Linked DNA regions of Arachis hypogaea: region 1 is linked to region 2. Evidence: chromatin contacts called from public Hi-C data. All regions are on one chromosome and are shown on one strand. Each heading gives the region's core, a stretch centred on a gene start, on an enhancer-like site or on the middle of the called end of the contact. The rest is flanking DNA. Distances are from core to core; before and after follow the strand shown. Region 1 holds the start of LOC112750821 (organic cation/carnitine transporter 1-like). Region 2 holds the start of LOC112750818 (eukaryotic peptide chain release factor subunit 1-3).

Evidence for each region. A called contact is a pair of places that touch in the nucleus more often than the background predicts.
Region 1: a contact with region 2 is called in a Hi-C map of leaf, with 2.0 times the contacts expected there. The contact joins the promoter of LOC112750821 here to the promoter of LOC112750818 in region 2. A contact is called at or near these places in 2 of 8 Hi-C or Micro-C datasets (both in leaf).

What each region holds. Positions count from the first base shown.
Region 1 is chr15:135,760,184-135,763,300 of arahy.Tifrunner.gnm2.J5K5, forward strand. LOC112750821 (organic cation/carnitine transporter 1-like) reads right to left here and starts at 1,504. Exons shown (of 2, transcript XM_025799686.3): 1 at 1,019-1,504; 2 at 1-163. The coding sequence starts at 1,430.
Region 2 is chr15:135,586,370-135,589,426 of arahy.Tifrunner.gnm2.J5K5, forward strand. LOC112750818 (eukaryotic peptide chain release factor subunit 1-3) reads right to left here and starts at 1,740. Exons shown (of 6, transcript XM_025799683.3): 1 at 1,427-1,740; 2 at 1-550. The coding sequence starts at 525.

The DNA of each region.
Region 1 (3,117 bases), core at 254-2,753, 170 kb after region 2:
CCTGATCTCGCAAACCCTGTTGAGAATCGGAAGAAGGCATAGGCGTAGAGGTTTGGGGAGTAGGATGTGGCAAAAAATGTTATGGAGGTTAAGATGCATGAAATCATCACTGCTCTTTTTCTTCCAAGCCAAGTATCTGCTAGGTGCCCAAATATCGCAGACCCTGAACCAAAATTTGAAGAACATGTTATTTAATGTTGTTACAAAGTAACTAATTAGTTAAGGGTTATGCTAGTTAACTAATGATTTTCTTGAACAACATGAATAACCACCAATCAAATAAAAATACACTACATTTTCAAATTATCCACCTAAATCTTAATATTAGAATAATCATCCGTACATCTAATAAAATGAATATCTGATACATCCATTTTCCACATTATTTAATATTTTCATTGTCTACGTGTACTTTTCCATTAGTTAATTACTAACACAATTCATATTCACAACATCATATGTATGGATGCCCGCCCCTTAAACTCATCCACTATGTATTATACTATATTATATTATAGGCTATTGAGTCTTTGTATTTCATATGCTTCTGTATGGCCAAATTCATATCCAATAATTCACTTTTGCAATGGGTGAAAAGTTTATTACATAGAACCAATTATTTTCGCAATTACATGTTCTATCAGTTGAGTCCAAAAAAGGGGATATAAAATCACCAAAGATCAAAAAACCCTGTATCCTTTGTACAAAATGCAAGGTATTTGTTTATGTGTATATAAAAAATTAACTACTAGATTAATCGTCATGTATTTATTTATAAATATATGTATGTTTTATATACTTTTAATGTATCTTTTATATTCTAATATTTATACAAATGACTGACTTGATAATTAATTTTTTTGTACACATATTAACGTTAAATATATACGAAGCATGAGACTATATTATGGTGATATATGATATTCTAAATTAAAAGTATAGAGTAATGATTTTAGTAAATGTATATTAGCATAAATGAATATAAACATAGTAATTAAGATTCTAAACAGGTATATACCTAAAAGAGAACCAAGGAAGTTGACAGAAGCAGGAACAGCAGCAAGAAACTTCCTATCACATATAAGTCCCCATTCAGCTACGGTGGAGCTTCTATCTCCACCAACCCATTCCCAGCTCCCAGGCACCAAGCCACAAACAGAACCGCCGCGGCCGTCGGTGCAGTACACCCCATTCTTGCACCTCCAAGAAGGTGGCTGTGCATCACTGAAGATTGTGACCAATGTGCTATGTGCATCAAATATCCATGCAAATGAAACCACAAGCACATGCAAGATTTGGGATAATCCAAGTGAGCCTACATAAGCTTCCACAACTTCATCCACAGTTAGCTCAAGTTTTGTGCCTTCTTCGCTTTCCACCAGGGTTGTGCCTCTTCTTCCATGACTCTCTTCTGATTGATCCTGTTCCATGATGCTTTCTACAATAATCAAAACACAATGGAAATAAATAATTAATTATTATTAGTGCCTATTGTTTTGCTCCCTTCCTACAATGCACATACACTCTTATTTATAGTGTTATTGTGCTCTCCTTCTATATTTCTAGAACATTAAAATAAAGTTGCAACAAAAATAAAATACATATAAATTAGACATGGGTTTTGTTTGTTAAAAGTCTCCTCATTAAAAGCATTAAAGACATAAAAGTGGGATCTTCTAAACGTTTTCATTAATTCGTAGTCATTTAATATTAAAGGTTTTTTTTTCTAGTTTTTTATCGATAGATAGTGTCCTAAGTTATCACAAATTTCAAAAGAAAAACAGTACTCTTTTTCAATATATTAGTTGTTTTGTATCCGTAGCAATTTAGTTGTGGCTTTATGTTTTCAAAAAAAAAAAAAAATACTACATAGCTAATAAAATTTATTATTTTTATTTAATAAAAATATTTTTATACTAAAACAAATCCTAACTTTTAATAATATAAAAATAAGATATTAATCTGAAATATTAAGTAATATTAATAAAAATACGATGAACATTAAAATTAATCCTACAAAATAGAAAAAAATGTCTGTTTAATCCGCACGCATTTTGTTTGAGATGCGAGCATTGCCGGAAAGAGGTTGATCGGGTTAGTGGGACACCTACCATTTTAAAAAAAAAAATGTTGTAATACTAAATTTAAATATGTTATTTAGAATATTTTTGAATTTTAAGTTATTGAACTTTGTAAGAATATCATTTTATATTTAGAATATTTTATTTTGTTATTAAAATACAATATATAAACCATTGAACCTTAGAGTTGGTGTTATTTTCATCTTACGTTTTGGTATTCATCAATTTTTTTAGTTTAAGTTCAGGTTAAATTAAAAAAATTTAGTGTTAGTTCTTTAAAAAAAAAAAAAAAAACTTGTTTCTACTCAAATTTCATTTTATATCCAAATGTACTTTTGGAATTACATGCCTGGTTGGTACTCTTAATAAAATGAGTAACATGATAACATTAAACTTAATAAATTTTGATGTCATATTATTAAAATTCAGATTGAATTATTTATCTAATTTAATTCTAAAAGTTACTTTAAGAAATAGAAAATATCTCATATATATAAATTACTACCATATCTTGAAAAAAGTGTTGAGGACTTGAGGTCATAAAAAAAAGATGTTTTTGAGTTACAAAGAATGGAATGATACTGATATATTTAATTGTTGATGATAATGTCTAAAATGACAATAAATTAATATCACTAATGTTCTAATTTTGATTTTTTTGTTTCTGTAATATCTGATTTTGTTAATTCATTTTAGTGTATTAAGCTTTTTTTGTTAAAAAAAAATAATAATTATAATCATTTAGAGTTAAGATATCTATATAAAGACGCATGATTCATTTCAATTTTTTTTAAAGGATAGATGCTCCATTTAAATTTCACACAAGTAGATTCTGTATGATAATCCTCGTGACTTATATTTTGTCATATATTATATAATATTGATGTTTGTTGTGATCATAAAAGAAGTAATAAAAAAAATCAAATTTTTTTTAAAATAAAAAAATTAATAAAAAATTAATTATTTTAAAACTAAAATAATAAAATTTATATATAATAGAATTATAAATTTAATTAATAATAATTAATTTTTTAAT
Region 2 (3,057 bases), core at 490-2,989:
GAGATCGACACTGAATTTATGAAGCACTTCCCTTGTGTTACCGCTCAAGGTGCCAAACAGGGTACCATTGCCATCCATGACAATGAACCCAAACTTGTCATCTGACTCCAAAAGCTCATTTAGAGCCTCAGTATGAAACTTGTTGTCACACAGATAGAGGGAAGCATTGATAGGTCTGAAAGGCTCAAAGTCAATAGTAACCTTCTTTTCCTTCCCATCTTCAGTAACAATTGTGCCAGTATACAGCACAAGCCCGTTTGGAGGAACCTTGTTATAGAGCTTGAGCCTCTGCTGGGCAGAGGTGATGGCCCCAAGCACAGACTGCCGGTTCACCCTGCTCTTGATGTTGGAAGCAGTACCAAACTCATCACCAAGCATCTTGGTAACTCGAGATATTTGATCACGTGGGGGCATGATAAGGGAAATCATACTTGTCCCATTTCCTCTAGCAGCCTCGAGAGCTTTGATCAATTTCTTGATCTTCCAAATCTCAATGTTCTTGTCAGTCTCGTGTGCATCAGCCATCTCAGAACAATTGTTGGCCAATAACCTTTTCAGTAATAAAAAGGAACAAACGAGAAAAAATCACTTACATAATCAACAAACTGACACATGGTCAAAACAATCAGGAATCAAGCACATACAAAAAATCACTTACATGAACACAATTGCTAGCCACATAAATAAATGTGAAAGACAAATCATGATAGAAAATCAGACCACCACACTAATAACAGCTGCTGTTCAAGAATTCGCAAAATATAGGAAATAAACACAGAAGATCAACTAAGAGAACAACAAAACAATGGAAACAAATAATTAGAAAAAAGACACAGGACTCCTCTTGTTCCGTTTAATTGGAAATTAGAATACACTATAAACAAAGTATTCGTATTAAGATCTGATAATGTTCATCTACACTTTCTCGGATAAAATTTTATTAGAAAAAACAAAAAAGTTCCTTTTTGCTATCCACAAAGCCTCGCATAAATCATTAAACTAATATAAACACAGCGTCCAAGGAGCATGATATTCAACACTATAAATCATAATTACTATTTTTAATTACAAAATCAATCCTTTTTACTCAGTCCTGACGTTTATCCCACTCATGGCAAGTTGCAAATAAAAAATTAAAACCAAATAAATAAGCCGCCAAAAAGACCATAATATTAAATAGAACAAACCAACAACTATTAACAGCAAAATCCACGGACATGACATAATCTGCAGCAGAACATGCCAATTTAATATATACTAATCCATATTCATATATAATATAATAACACCGTCACAAACCCCAACACGTAAAAGCAAGAATGCAAAATAAAACAAGCAATCAAAACATCGAAAAACATAATCAAATGAATCAAACACACGATCAGCTACTAGAACAGGAAAATTAGATGCAGAGATAAAGAAGTACCGTTTTAGCGACGAAACGGAACGGAGGCCGAGAGAATGAGAAAGAAGGGGAAAGAGAAAACGAGAGATTCTTTTGTGCCCTAGCTGATTAGCAGAACTGAACCTGATAGGCAAAAAGGGGGGTTTGGGCTTTTATAATGGTAATGGGAACGACGTCGTTCGTGTTGAGCTAGGCGTGGCAGTTCCTTACTTGTTACGCAGAGTTGGCCGTGAAATCAAGTAATTTACTGTTTTGTCCCCCCTCTTTCTGGAAATTTCTAGCTGTGAGGTGATTAACGTGGCATCCAAATATGTAATTTTAAATGAGATCTTTTCGCATTCGGTAACTGAAAATCAAATCAAGAATATTGATTTCAAAAGTCAAAACTCATAATATTAAAGAGTTTAATACGAATGCCAATAATAAGAATTTGAAAGTATTGTTTAAAATATATTAAAAATATAGATTAGCTATTCAAATTCTAAAAGATTAAAATGTAAATTTTGACTCAAATATAAACTCATTTAATTTAATTCACGCTAATTTGAATTGAATTAGTTTAAAAAATAAATTCAAACCAATATAGATACAATTTTTTTAATAAAATGGGATTATCTTAAAAAAAAATCAAACTAATAATATATAAATTATATCAATTTTATTATCTAAATTGATCCAAACCAATATATATTTACAGCCAATCATCCATGCTACTAGATCATGTGAGCCGTGAGGTCTCACGAATCGTTCCATGCCTTACTAATTAGCAACAAACTAGTTGTTCGATACTTCGTATGCCGGACGGGTCGGAGGTGTTCTCTAAGTGTGATGGTGGGAATCGGCCTTGATCTGGGTCTGGTGAGCGAGACCTGAGGGTAGATGACCTCCCAAGTTGTCGCGATATGAAGGGGGAGCCACCTGCAATGACACTCCGACGCCCAAGTCAAAGTTTTTCACAGATGGCGGTGAGAGTGTGAGATAGTGACATACCGTGAGGGAGGGGTAGGGCCCTCTCCATATATACCTGTCAGTAGGGCGGGTCCCACAGGAGACGTCTCTTTCCATAAAGCTTCCTCTCCTAGCTGTCTTGCAGCTGGCTGTCAGGGAGCAGGCGTTCGGGTAGCAATCCGGGCATACGTGGCCCACTTGGTCGGCCGCTCGGGCCGGGTCGGACACTGCACTGGCCGGGTCGGGTCGGAACACTAGTGATTTAACTCAATTTAAATCATCATAATAAATGATCTTTGAGCATGCAACAATTTACATAGAGTTAATAGTCAATTTCGTCCCTGAAAGTGTCCTCGATCTCCATTTTCGTCCCCGAAAGTCAAAATTAATAAAAAACGTCCTCGAAAGATACCTCAATTGTTCACGTTTGTCCTTCCGTCATCTTCATAGCTAAGATGGCAAAGGCCGCTTACGTGGCCCGTTAAGTGCGAAGCTGGCAAACGCCAAGTTGTAGCATGTTGTTGCTGACAAGATAAGTTATGTTTAAGACGTCAAATTAGTCATTCGAGTGTATAAACCCTAATCCCAATTTGAACGATAAATACATCGCCGTGATCACTTTCGGTGGCAGTAGAGGTAAGTAGGAGTCGTAATCCCTGGCTGGCTGAGTGGATGGAGATAGGAAATGGTGGTTGTGGTGGTGG